3 separate regions of the Rattus norvegicus genome follow, and regions 1 and 3 are each linked to region 2. Evidence: chromatin contacts called from public Hi-C data. All regions are on one chromosome and are shown on one strand. The core of a region is the stretch at or near the end of the contact, and the rest is flanking DNA. Distances in the headings are between cores, read along the strand shown. Region 1 overlaps Aopep (aminopeptidase O). Region 2 overlaps Aopep (aminopeptidase O). Region 3 overlaps Aopep (aminopeptidase O).

Region 1 (4,749 bases), core at 517-3,016, 170 kb before region 2:
TTTGAGACAGATCTCTTTACACAGCTCTGGCTGTCCTGGAACTATATAAACCGGGCTGGCCTTAAACTCAAGCCTTTGCCTCTTGAGTGCTAGCTATTAAGGTATGAGCCAGGCTCAGCAGCTTATCAGAATCAACAGTGAGGGACCTATTGAAGGTCCCACCAGCAACAGGATCAAGTCCTAGCACCAGGCTTGGGTTGAATGCTCACCTCAGTGATCCCTAGGTTCTGTGCCTTTCGGGTTGCACTCTAATGCCTTTGGGTCACAGACCTGGACTGCTCACCTGGCCCTTCACGGTGCCCACCTTTCTTGTCAGACACTTCTCCCAGGTATGGGAGGGAAAGTGCATGTTGGGGCTGGACCTGGGAAAAAGGGGTGGGGACACCCACACAAACACATGTCTCTGGGCACACCGGATGTCCTTGCACTCCTAGAAAGAAAGGCCATCCAATTCAGCTTCAAGTTCTTTAAAATCACTACCCACATTATCTAGGAAGAAATTCAGGGGCGGCTTTTCCAGTAGGCCTACTGGGGCACAGCGGAGACCTGGTTGGGGGAGAGCTGTGGTGGAAGGTGGAGGCCTCTGTGTTTTGTTAGCCTCCCGGGTTTTAGAGACGGTCACTGCTTCAGATTGATCGTGGCAATACCAAGTACTCAATAGCAACGTCTCCCCCTTTCCACGTGTGGCTGGTCTTATTTCCAGTTTAATAACTATACCTACAAACATTCGTTCAAGCGCTAGGCACACCAGAAGGCTTTTCACTCTTTAGCTATTTTATGATCTCATTCATTAGTCACAAACCTTTTAAAGAAACCTAAGTTGTGAGAGAACCACAATCACAACCTGCCTAGCATGTAAGGTACGGCTCCAGATCCATTGCTTAGAAGACTTGTTTCTTACCACTGCTCAACTGAGTTGACACACACAGCTTGCTCTTTAGAGGCTGGGAGGGGGAGCACTTCTCACACAGTTTGGGCCCTTGCATGTCCGCAGCAATATGCCTAGCTAGTTCTTTCGCCAGGTCTCTTCCAAGTGGCCCCGAGTGTCCTTAAGTGCATACTGAAACTCCACATCACCATTACTGTGAGCTCTGTGCACGTTCTCAGATGCCTGATGCCCATACTAAGGCAACACAGAAGCTGGCAGCATAGCTATCAGCAAGGATTTGGCTTCAGAGCCCAGTGATTCATCATCTATCCCAGCGGCAGAACAACACACCGCTATTTTGGTCCCTTAGTGCTATAACCCCCCCCACACCGGCCCAACTGCAAAAGTATATTTAAGCAAAATTGACAAAACCAAAACATGTCATTAACATTTGTCCCCTTTTCAGTAAGTAAGAAAAGGGGCTAATGGGCTACTCACCTGATTTCAAAATATTTATCACAAGTTTCAACCCCACGCATTCATGACGGGAAGCAGCAAGCAAAGTCTACAAAGTAACTATTAAAATTCCAAATTCAGGAGGTAGAATGCTGAGTGAAAAGGAAAATTGGTCCTGGCGTGTCTGAAGTTGCCCACTTCTCACACAGCCGGTCGCCAGTTCCCACAGGATTCCTGGTAGGGGTTTGGCTCTGTGGGCCCATGTGCTGATGCCTGCCTGTGGGGGTCTGCCTGGAAGAAGCTTTCGTTTCTCGGGGGCACCCCTGCAGTGTAAGGAGCACGTGACAGGCCCCCATCCCGGTCAAGTCGGACACCACTGTTATCTGTTTCCCACACTGGTAAAGCTTTCTTGCAGAAAGCACAAACTCCCCATCGCTAGCAGACACCGAATCTTGGGCACCAGGCAGCACACAGGAGCTCCTCCCAGCAGCACTCTCCAGGGCCTCCTACCTTTTCAAAGGCGGCTTCACGTTTCCTTCGTTGGCGTTTTCCGGGTCTTCGGTTCACTCGAATCCATTTGGCCACCTGAAGTCAAAACCCAACAGCATTTAAAGCAGGCCGAGATACCGGTGTCCACCTCACCTGAGCAGCAGGCACTGCTGTCACCTCTGCCCACCACACTTACCTCGGAGCCCACTTGCCGTACCAGCCTACTCGGCGAGCAGTCCTTGGCCTTGCGCTCCTCCTGCAGTGCCTGCGGGGAGAACAAGTCAAGTTCACGGAGCCCAGAGCCACAAGCGCGACACCTCGGCAGGCGGGCGGGCGGGCGGGCGGGCGGGAGAGCGAGCAGGCGGGCTGGCGAGGCGGGAGCGGGCGGGGCGGGGCCTGCCTTAAAGGTGTAGGCGCCCAGGTCCTAGCTGTTATTGTTCTCAGAAAGTACCCTCTGCCTGGACCTGCTCCCGGACTCACCTCGCCCCACAGATCCATCCACCCATCCACCCACCCACCCACCTATCCACCCGTCCCACCCACCTATCCACCCGTCCCACCCATCCATCCATCCATCCATCCATCCATCCATCCATCCATCCATCCATCCATCCATCCATCCATCAATCCCCCGGTGTAGTCTGAGGCTCAGGTTGCAGGTTGGAGGGACCCTGAACCGGGGATTCCGAGGGGAAGCAACTTTTCTACCGGCACCACCAAGGTGGCAGGTGGCAGGTGAAATAGGGAGTCCCTTATTCACGCGTCACCATGGACCTGAAAAGGGGGCCCTCCTGTTCCACACCTAAGGATGGACTTGCCCCATGTTCCTCCGTCCCTCTGCACCAGCCGGGCTGAGGAGAGGCTGGCTGACTCTGCTGCCCGACTCTGCTGCCCTTTAACTTTATCACATTTCTTAAAAAAAAAAAAAAGTCTGTCGGGCCCTCTTTATTGCTACTCCATCCTTCTTTCAAGATCAAAAGGTTTAGATCAAAGGCAAGATCAAACTCCGGACTTTAAATAGAAGCAACTTCGCCATGGAGTACTTTACACAAAGAGGAGTTGCTTAATGAGACACCAGAATGGAAAACTTTATTGTACCCTCCATTCCCAAACACAACCGGACCCTCATGTGGCCACTAAAGATGGCTATGTCCTAAAATAGACAACAGGCCTGTTGGGGATTCTTAGTAGTGTTTACATTTCCAGATATGTAAACCAAACAAAACCAACAAAACAAAACTCTAGAACATAAGCAGATGCAGTCAGCTCTGTACCTCACTGTCTAGGTGCAAAAATGCATACCCACTTGCTAAGTACTTAACACGTATTAAGATGACCTTACACACGTGTACAACCATCGCATCCGATTTTGTCCTGCTTTAAGGGGAATGCATAGAAATACTTAATGCTTTGGAAAGCGGGGAAGCACACACATATAAACAGATAAAAATCTTTATACATTACATTATGCAGATCTACTTAATTTTAAACAGAAAGAAAACTTTGAATTATTCAAGCTTTATGCTACTCATGATTCCAGAATCAATATATATCCATCCTGGCAGACACTGCCTTTGATCATTAATTTTTCCCCTTGGGTGTTTACCATAAGAATACTAACAAACAGTTCAATACAAAGAGTTTATTAATAGTAAGAAATAACTATTACAAATTAAGTTTTAACACAGACATCTACAAGAATCTGTTATGGCTGGATAGTATTTAAAGTACGTAAAGGTTCTTTCCCTCCTTGGTCCAGTTTTCATTTCACTGTAATCTCAAATCACATGCGTATGTGAAATTGTTCTCAAACCCATAACTCCCATGGAGCCACCGGTAATAATCTTAGGTTCAGACATCTAGAACTCTGGCCCCACCAAACAGCCCTTTTCACCCCTGCCCAGCACTGGGAATGCACAAGAGCTCTGACTTAGACTGAATGGTGCCCTAATGTGTACCCCCTTGTCCCACAATCCCTTCCATAGAGAAGCCATGAGAGTCTTTCCAAAGGAAATTGCAATCCCATCCCTTTGCTTTGCTGGAAACACATGACTTGCCTCTGGCTTCTACCTGAAGTATCATGTCTGAAAGGCTTCTCCTCACTATCAATGCTAAGTCTAATATTCCCCAGGATTCTAATAGCACCCTGCCTGCATCATCTTCTGTAAGTCTGTCACTGAGACCTCGTTATCAGAGCAGGGTTAAGTTTCAGACCTTGAAAGCATAGATCTCACACCCCTTCCCCACACTTTATCATTACCATTGCACTTACATTTCACATTTCTTAGGTTTGAAGAACCAGTGTTATGAAACTGAAATTCAGCCCTCATCTTATATTAGGCTCACTCAGTGTGGCACGATTTACATGGCTATTTAGTTTTAATCTATCACGTGGGTGTGTATGTGGGGGAGGTGTGCATGTGTGTGTATGTGGGGGAGATGTGTGTGTGTGTGTGAGTGTGGGGGGGTGTGGGGGGGAGGTGTTGGGGGGAGGTGTGTGTGTGCATGTGGGGGAGGTGTGTGTGTGCATGTGGGGGAGGTGTGCATGCGTGTGTATGTGTCATGTCATGTGTGTAGAGGCAGAGGACAATGTGCAAGTCTGGTCTTTCCTACCTCAAGGGATATGAGATAAAGTTCAGGCTATCAGCCTTGCAGCAATCACCTTCAACCTGCTAAGCCAATTGCCACCTTGGTATTTATTTTTATGATTAACTGATTAAATGTCTATCTCCCTAACCATATTTTAAGCTCCTGGAATGGCGCTATCTTGTTTTTTCCTTGACTTTTGTCTAGTCACTAAAACATAGCCTAACACACAACAGATATTCAATGCCTTAACAGTGAAGGGGAACTGGAGAGAGAGAGAGATCGAGGTCAGGGGATCAAAGCACCTGCTCCCAAGCCTGATGACCTCAGTTCAATCCACAGGGTCCACA
Region 2 (4,602 bases), core at 1,402-3,901:
GCCATCCAGAGACTGCCCCGCCTGGGAATCCATCCCACATGCAGCCACCTAACCCAGTCACTATTGCTGATGCCAAGAAGCGCTTGCTATAGGAGCCTTATAGGGATGTCTCCCGAGAGGCTCTGCCAGAGCCTTACTGATACAGATGAGGATGCTTGCAGCCAACCATTGGACTCAGCACAGGGATCCCAATGGAGGAGTTAGAGAAAAAAAACTGCAGGAGCTGAAGGGATTTGAAACCCCATAGGAAGAACAACAATATCAACCAACCAGACTCCCCAGAGCTCCCAGGGACTAAACCACCAACCAAAGAGTACACATGGGGGTGGGGGAACCCATGGCTCCAGCTGCATATGTAGCAGAGGATAGCATTGTCTGGCATCAATAGGTGAAGCCCTTGGTCCTGTGAAGACTCATTTCCTCAGAGTAGAGGAATGCCAGGTGGGAGTGGGTAGTGGGAGGAAGAACATCCTCATAGAAGCAGGGGGAGGGGGAAGAGAGAGGGGGGGAACCGGGAAAGGGGATAAGATTTAAAATGTAAATACAAAAACCATCCAGGAAAAAAAATTAAAAAGAAATTTAAAAAAACTATAAAAAATAGCAATCTCTCCTTTTCTTTTGCCTGGCCCTAACCCCATGGCTACTATTGTCTTAACTGAGCTTGCAAAGGAGAGTCCCACACCCAGAAAGAGGATGTCTTTCAGTCTTGAGATACTGATAAATGATAAAATACAACTCAAGTGGGAAGGAGGATTTAGAATGAGGAGTAGGCAGGAAAATCGAAATGCTGTGCCCACCAAGCCTCTCTGCCAGTGCTCAGCATCGACCTTTGACCTGCTCCTTTACTATCTGTCTAGTTTGAGAGACGCCTGGGTGGTCAGGTACTGGAACCACTTCTAAGGTCACCAAGAACTAGAGGGCCAATCACATGATACTTCACCTAGCACTCAAGGTGAGGTGTCGACGGCATTACAGGACACAAGGCGACAGCAATAGGAGGAGTATGTAGAGAAAGTTAGCAGCTACAACACTATGCATCTCAGGTGAGACAGTGAAAGCCACAGAGAGCCTGCTGAAGTCCAGCAGAGACAGCTGAAGCCACCACTGCTTCCTCAAGGTCTTCTCTGAAGTTAAAACAATAGAAAGAATGGTTTATTTGTTTTTTAATGTATTGAAAATCACATTAATTTTTTATTTTATTACTTTGGGGACAATAGGAGCATAGTGAACATTGTCCCACACGACAACAAGTGCCACGAAGACATCAGAATCTGAGCGTCTGTCTGGACGTCTGCACTTGCATTTGTGTCTCAAGAACGGCAGACAGTTTCCTGTTGCACAGCCATGAAGGCTCTGCATTTTCTCTTTTGGAGAGCTTGCTTGGGAGAGACTCTTTCACACCTCAGGCTTTTAAAACAAAACGTTTGGTCGCCCAAGGGAGCATCACAGGGCACACAGACTGCTTGGCCCTCAGGGATCTAGCTCCAAAGGCCTTGGATGATTCATAGAACTCTTAGAAAGCAGCTTCTCAAGAACCTCTGTCTGCATCTTGTTCGAGCCAGCCTTGGGCTGTGGGGGAACTTCCTGTGTCCTGGAAAGGTCTTTTAATTTGGACCATGAGGGCATTTCCAGAATTCTCTCCAGGAATCAAAAGCTCTTCTGTGTTGTTCTTGGGCAGTGCACTGTGAGCCTTGCAGAATCTACCTACACCCAGGGCAGTGCTGCGTGGGCAGCAGGCAGGGCGTATATTCGGAGAGCCTGCCATTTGCACGCAGCCTTCCTTGTAGACAGAATTGGTGAGGGTTTCTTGCTTTCTGTTTTGTTTATTTATTTATTTTATGTATGTGAGTACACTGTTGCTGTCTTCAGACACACCAGCAGAAGAGGACACCATTACAGACAGTTTTGAGCCACCACGTGGTTGCCGGGGATTGAACTCAGAACCTCTGCAAGAGCACTTAGTGCTCTTAACCGCTGAGCCATCTCCCCAGCCACCCAGGGTTTATTTCTTTGCAGTAAACCACGAGTCAGTGCTGGCTCTGGACACTTAGGGTCCAGTTCCTGCTCAGTACCTGCTAGCTAGAGTATGTTAGTATCTCTGGATACCTCACATGTACTAGAGGGACAATCATCATGCCTGCCTCACAGAACCATGTGAGGAATAAAGTGGGTAAGCAGTAGAAGTCATGAGGCACAGTGCTACCACAGCATTTGTCCCTGTCATTGTCACTGGGCTGTCATCATCTGAGCCACTCTGCTCTGCAGCTGCCTCCCCTGGCCGGCCACTCAGGATGACTTTTCTGGAGGCAGAAGCAGGATGTTTGAAGGTATGGCTGCCACATGTGCCCTGAAACCATGACCTGATGAGGCCCATGTTTGGGGTTTAAGGTTGAACGGCATTCAAACGCAGTGCACACAAAGTGGTCCATTTAAAGGAGAGTGACAGCCCAAAGGGGGCATCCTGCATGACTTCATATAGAATGGGCCATTTGGAGACTATTTAAATGCTGTTTACTTTCAGTGAGCTGCCCTCCACGAAATAGACAGTGAATGCCTTCATTTTCCTTTTTATTCGATTCGCTTGTACCCAACCCCCTCACAGGACCAGCTGCAAAACAAAGAAAACACACTGTACTTACATTAGCCCAAAGTTTTTCCTCTGTAGAAGCCAGAAGCCTGTCATTCTCCTGGATGACTTCATAGCCAGGCCTGGACTCATTAACAAGGCAGCAGAAATGGGGGCTGTGGAGATGCCCGACATTAATGGTGCTCCCTTTCTCTGGTTCACCCTCCCGTTTATACAGCTTCTATAACTGTGGGTTTATGAGCCCTCCTCAAACAGAGACCAGAACTCTTTACACTGTTTAACCCTGTACCATTTCTTAAGTTAGAACATATTGGAGGCTTATTTCAATAATCTCACAAGGCTGCTGTGCCATGAGACATCTGTCTTACAAGCATGACAGCAGCTAAAATAAGACCTAAATAAACATTATCATCTTCAAAACAGGACTGAAAATTTCCTTAGAGACAACTGGATTTTGAAAGAATAACAGGACGTGAAAGGGGTTGATTTTCAAATCAAAAGAGATGATCTAAAAGGTTGGTTTTGGCTTCAGATGCATCTCAGCTATGAGTACTCATGTAACTGCACAGAGCTCTGGGTTTAATGCCCATCACACTAAATACGTCACAGTAAGAATTTACTTCTGAAAGTAAGTACACCATGACCTAGGCATGCTAACTAACACCATCACTCCAGTCACTGTTTCATTCACTGCTCTGAAAACTGTCACAGACCAGATCTGGGCACTCTCCTCATAAGGACAGAGTAAAGTACCAGTGAGGAGAGGCAAAGTCAGCCTCGGCTTGGTGGGTAAGAGCAGGGGAGTAGGGGATGTGAGTGTGACTCTGTATCTTACACTTGTGAAAACGTCACTATTTTGAGACAGGCATTTTTATAAAATGAAAAAATTAGAAAAATCAAAGTCCTGAAGTCACATTTTGGTTGTACAAATTAGCAATAATAAGCTAATGTGGTATATGGGTAGTCAAGTCCTGCATACCTGGCACATCACTGAAACTCCAAAGGCAGCTACCACCACAGGCAACCCTACTTCTGCACAGGCAAGAATGCCTGATATTTAAAGAGTTAGTGGCAAAATGTTGTTGTTAAGTTGGCGGAGTTCTTGCCTTGCATATAGGAAAACTAAATTGGTTAAATCCCCAGCACCACTTAAACAGCGCCTGAAAGGCAATGGCAGGACACAAATTCAAGATCATGATTGGCTGCATAGCAAGCTTGAGGCTAGCTTGATCAACGTGAGATCTTGTCTCAATTAAAAAATAACAACAAGAATAAAAATTAATAAACAAAAAACAGTTTAAGGTCAGCCAGATACATGAGATTTAAAAAAGAAATTGTTGTTTTCTCTGAAAATTTAGAAAGACATGCAAAGTCTTCCTACTGGAAGCACTCATGTAACCTTGGACGCTTTCTGCTGCAGGGTAGACAAACAGAATGAAGCCCTCAGTGATGTCTAATTAGTGTGCTCTCATGTGACATATCATGTTTCTCTCTCCAGATCTAATGTATTTCCTACCTTAAAACTATTTCTCTAGCCACAATCCCTTCTTCAGAACTTCCTGCCCAAACTATTCCATATGGCAGCAATGCTTTGGGAACACCATTACCAATGCAAGCTATATAGGAATGCATGTATTTATGAGTGTGTAACTACAGTATATAAATATGAATATCACAGAAACACGTAAGCACAATGTACACACTGGAAGGGATGCAGGCTCCCCATTTCATTGTTCTTCCCCTCATGGTATCCTTCTCCATCCCCAGGTGCTTCAGCAAACCCCAGCATCCTTTCTGTTCCTACTGAGATGTTGTGTTTACATGACCTACTTTACGAGCTATTGGCACCTATGACACTGCCTTGTCCACATCTGTCTTCCTCACTGTTGTTTGAAGGCTGAAACTGGCATCAGGTGGGCCAGTGCCCACCAGTCTTCCCTAACCAGGCCAGACAATGGCTTCACAGGCCAAGGACACCCTACAAGGTCTCAGGTCTCTCTCTTTGCAGGAAGTAT
Region 3 (4,597 bases), core at 975-3,474, 200 kb before region 2:
TTCGAAATGAATTTCACCCTAAGCTGTTCATCTGAAGTCAAAAAATAATGTCCCCTCGCCCCGGCTCTGGCCTTTCTTCACAGGAGAAGGAGCTGTACAACATAAATATTTTTCTGGCCAGATTTTATTTTCTAATGTTCTTCTGTCTTTCCTCCCAAATCTAAAACTACCACAGATTCTGGCAGATGGCTACAGTTTGCCAGTTGGTTTCTTCTGTATCATTAATGTACGTACAGCCAACCACAAGTACAGACAAACAGCAGGGTGCTACAAGAGGGGGCCAAATCTTACTTCATGAATTACTGCTGGGAAAACAAAGCACGCAGTTGTTATTGAATCAAACACTTGCTAGGTACCACTGTCCCACTGCTACCCAGTGTGGCTGTCTCGATTTACAGGGTTGACCCCATCTTTCATTCCAGTGTGGGCATTTTATACCCTGGATCAACTCTGAAAAATTCAAGAATATTCATGCAAGGGGAAGAAATGAACAACTTGGGGGGGGGGGGCACAGAAAGGGGCTTTGGGCTTTTAGGCTACATATTCCTGTTTTGCAAACCTCAAGGGTATGGAGGCTGTATTGGACCAGCATTTGTTATAAGGAAGAAGCTGCTCTTTGCGATGTGCGTGCAACATATGGGACAGGAACCTCACCAAGTCTCCCTATCCAAAGCCATGCTCCACACACAGTGACCAAGCAAGTCAGGAACAAACACTGGCAAGTACGGAGGCCACCCCCCACCCCCATACAGGAAGCCTAAGAATGGCCCCGAAGTGCTCAGGTCTTCGGTCCATAGTGAGCTCCAGGCTGGATGCAGGGCAGGTATGGCCTGCAACCACAAAGCCCGGGCTAGGAAATTCAGGAAGTCTTTGTGCTGCCGTGGAATGCTCAATCAATAGTGAGGTGTGGGTTTAAGGCTGTGCAGTCTCTTCCTCATCAAGAACGCTAGTGACCCCAAGACAGCTGCCACCTAAAATCACAAGGGCACCAAGTCACTGCTAAAATTTTCACAAAAATAAAACTGCTCAGCTTCTGGCCAGCTTGTGTCTCACTTTGCATAGGTACAATGGGCCCATTTAGAAAAGTCCCCATTGTTTTGTTGAAGTGTTAATGCATTCTAAGTGCTCTGATTATTTTTATCCCCGAGGAGACCTTCCTTCTCCCACAGATCCTAACGGAACTACATGAATTATCTTGAAAACTACCAATTTTTTTTATCCTTTTTAAAGAGAAAGAAATGAAGCTAGTTTTCCTTAAGAGAAATTTTTCCTACGTAATTAAATTACATAACTGAGTTTTTAAAAGAGAAACTTTAAAAACAAGGCACCACGGCACTCACTCTCATTTCTCACCATCACTTTGCTGTCAACACGACAACTAAAACGGTCATTATTCCAAAGTCAGGCAGGACTCTAGTTTACACAATACATGAATCAATACACCACAGCCCAACCCCTAAATGTGTGCAATTATTAAGTGCCAACGAAAACAAATAATCTGAAAAAAGAGTGACTGCAGATCCCTCAAAGTGAGGAGACCCAGAAATTACTCACTTTATAATCACTCACTTTAACACCACAAGCTGAGAACCACTTCCCCTGCTCATCTCCAGCTTAGCTTCTTAACTCAGACCTTTGCGAGGAATGACCACGGCCGAGGCAGAAATACAAGGAACACACTGTGCACCGCAGGGCAACGCAAACAAATGCCGTCAAAGTCAAGGAAGAGTGCGTCCTTTGCTCTGATCTGAGTTTCCATCTGAGCAGAGCTGTTCAGAACCTCAATTTAACCTGCTGACCATTCCTAGACAAAGGCAGAACCAGCCACCTTGCCGCTGTTTTCGTCCTGGAGTGTCCTTCAAGCTTTCCGTGCCGCAGGGTAGGGAGTCTCTTTGCGGATCTTTTCTCCAGGACAAGCCAGAAACTATAATCCCCGTAGCCCTGGAATGCACTCCGGGTAGAAACGCCCTCATCCCGATGCCCTGGAACGCACCCTGAGTAGAGACGCCTTCAACAAGGGAGAACAAAGCAGCAAAATCCCCGATAGGGTGCAGGGGAATACAAGGGAGCCGTGATCTCCTTACCTTGACCTGGGACCTGCACCTGCGTGTACTGGCTGATAAGGGCCGCTTGCCCCGCCCCCTCTGTGCTAGCCAATCCACAAGGCTGCCCCGCCCTGACAGCCCCGCCCCCCGCAATTCCACTAATTAGATGTTCGCCTCCCGCCCGGCACTTACACAAGATGCAGACCAGTCCCAGTACTGCCTGTGATTCAAATGGGAACAAAGGCGGGCTTAACACGGCACTTTTCCTACAATTCACTAAGGTGAGGCCCCCTCATTACACTGGGCTTAACCTCCAGCAAAGTAGAGTCCCATGAACACTTCCGGTGAAGATCTTTCCAGCTATAACAGGGATGTAAAAGCAACGGTTGAAAAACAGTCTGTTTTTTCCCCGCGGAGCAAAAAAAAAAAAAAAAAAAAAAACCGCTCCTGGGTCACCAGGAAGCAACGTGCAGGACTAGGAGGGAGGGCAGAAGAGGAATAAGCTGCCTAGCCGGTTTCTAGTAAACAATCTGCATAATTGCTAATTAGGAGTGTGGGGGTGGGGGCGACTGCCGACCTCTCACTCCAAATCCTTAACAACAGTTACCTGAAAGAGGAAGGGGAAAGAGATAAAGAGATGCCAGAATAAGTTTCTTGGGTTTGCCACAAGCTCTGATGAGAAGAAACACTCCCAGGACACACCACTGGCAGTCTGGTCACGAGGATAAATCCGAACAACAGAACCACTCCACCACGGTCCCTAGTGCTGCCTCTTCAAACGTGATTACCGCTGTGAGCACAGTTAGGTTCCAGGAAGGAGAAGCTGGCATTTGAAGATACATCGTCACAAACAAAACCATAAGGATTTCCCCCCCAAACAAGCAAAATACATCTGGCAGAAACCCATTAACAATTTTAAGTATTAAAATTTCACTCCAGTTTTAGATGCTGAGTGAAATTTCGGGGACTAGAACCATACCCATAAAATATGCGTACAGAAAATATGGCATCGCATGAAGGCTGCCTGGTACCTGCCACATGCCAGTCTTAGTTTGATCTAAGTCGTCTGCACCCTTTTAGAACTGTCCCCAAGCTTACAGGGTGTATTTGTGCGAAGCGTTTTTATTTTATTTTTAAGTTTCAGGCAATGAACTACTGTCTGGGAGGAAGAAATAAAAACCTTGACCCTAAACAACCTGGCACAAATACATTATACAAGTCTTTCAGTGGGACCCACCCACAATAGACTTTAAAATTTTTAATTTTTTGTTAATTACAGTTTCTGTCTCCTTCCAGGCTTTCACTAGGGTATATTCCAGTTTCAGATGAGGGGTCTAACAGTCTAACGGTACACGGCTATGGAAAATTAATACAGCATTTTATTTTCTTACAAAACACCATTTTTGTTTAGCAGCTAAGCACAGTTTAAACCTTAAGTGTAGCAATCATTTTAAGTCTTTTTAAAAGATGTATGCAAAGAAACAGACAAAAACCAAAAACACAAATAATTTCTAGATTAAACAGTATAAAGAAATAGTTAAAACAAATGCAAACCAAAGTCAGCGTATCTAACTCTGCTCAATGCTTTAATACCAAAAACCTGGAGGCTGGGAAATAAAGACACAGAAGGAACTCCCAAACACCTGCTCTCTCAGCCAATAAACAGTAAACAACTAGGTCAGGGAGACCACCCCTTTGGAGAAAAATAGTTCCCCCAGACTCATCTTTTCCAAATTCTTCAGTCAAGATTTAGAAATCAAAGTTTTGGCTAAATTAATCTCCTTTTGGGCAAGACAGAACACTTCTTTATTAAGAATGTTAATATTTTAAATAACACGGATCATTAAAAATCATAATTCCTCAAAGTAGTTTTCAGTTTGAAAACTGAAGGCAATATAAATGCATAACAAAGAGGCACGGGCGAGAGGCTCTGCAGAACTCCCCAGAACGTTCCTGTAAAGATCAACTTTAAGCAGCCTTGCGCCAATGCTCAGGGTTTGATTTTAAAAGCAAGTCTGTAGGAGACTGAACTCTCACCACCAATTAAGAGTAAGCTTCCGTCTGGTCCGGTCCCTAGGGCAGTCTCGCGGCAATGCAGGGGCATCTCAACGTTCTTAGTGTTATCTGTTCAAGCTATTTTAAAAATAATTTTTACTTCCCTTGATGGTAGTCAAACCAAAGGGTTGGTCCATGCCACTTTTAAATTTTTTTTTTTTAAAGAACGAGTCCGGGACCTTTCCCCGCAGGTTGGGCGCTCTCTCTCTCTTCCCAGGCTACCTGCATATCCCAGTCATCTCGTTTAAGCGGCTGCGGAGAGTGCAAGACAAAAAAATAGAAGCCAGTGGTCCTGCTAGAGGAGGCCGTGGCTGTGATGTGGCACGTCCGAAAGTGGGAGCACCTCAAACAGAGCCTTGGGGGATCAGGTAGCCCAGTCCAGCCCTGCCTCAGGAACCTGCGAGCCTTCCCAGCACAGCTCCAGTGCTGACACAAACCACTGATTAGGGAACTGGGTCTGAGGCAAAACCCAACATTCAAATGTAGAGACAAGGACC

Evidence for each region. A called contact is a pair of places that touch in the nucleus more often than the background predicts.
Region 1: a contact with region 2 is called in a Hi-C map of Schwann cells, with 5 times the contacts expected there. The contact joins two enhancer-like sites.
Region 3: a contact with region 2 is called in a Hi-C map of Schwann cells, with 5 times the contacts expected there. The contact joins two enhancer-like sites. A contact is called at or near these places in 2 of 12 Hi-C or Micro-C datasets (the A7r5 cell line and Schwann cells).

Annotation. Positions count from the first base shown.
Region 1 is chr17:1,876,860-1,881,608 of GRCr8, forward strand. Aopep (aminopeptidase O) reads right to left here. Exons shown (of 17, transcript NM_001012346.2): 12 at 2,010-2,078; 13 at 1,835-1,909. Among named protein-coding and RNA genes, the nearest start is that of Mir23b, 60 kb to the left of the region's middle. Within about 2 kb of position 1,767, at least 56 of the 93 cell types and tissues checked have an H3K27ac peak or open chromatin away from gene starts, as enhancers often do. A contact at or near this core is called in Schwann cells, where this site is marked.
Region 2 is chr17:2,048,575-2,053,176 of GRCr8, forward strand. The region is part of intron 3 of Aopep (aminopeptidase O); the gene reads right to left. Among named protein-coding and RNA genes, the nearest start is that of Aopep, 82 kb to the right of the region's middle. Within about 2 kb of position 2,652, at least 22 of the 93 cell types and tissues checked have an H3K27ac peak or open chromatin away from gene starts, as enhancers often do. A contact at or near this core is called in Schwann cells, where this site is marked.
Region 3 is chr17:1,844,922-1,849,518 of GRCr8, forward strand. All of the region lies in intron 13 of Aopep (aminopeptidase O), which reads right to left. Among named protein-coding and RNA genes, the nearest start is that of Mir23b, 28 kb to the left of the region's middle. Within about 2 kb of position 2,225, at least 54 of the 93 cell types and tissues checked have an H3K27ac peak or open chromatin away from gene starts, as enhancers often do. A contact at or near this core is called in Schwann cells, where this site is marked.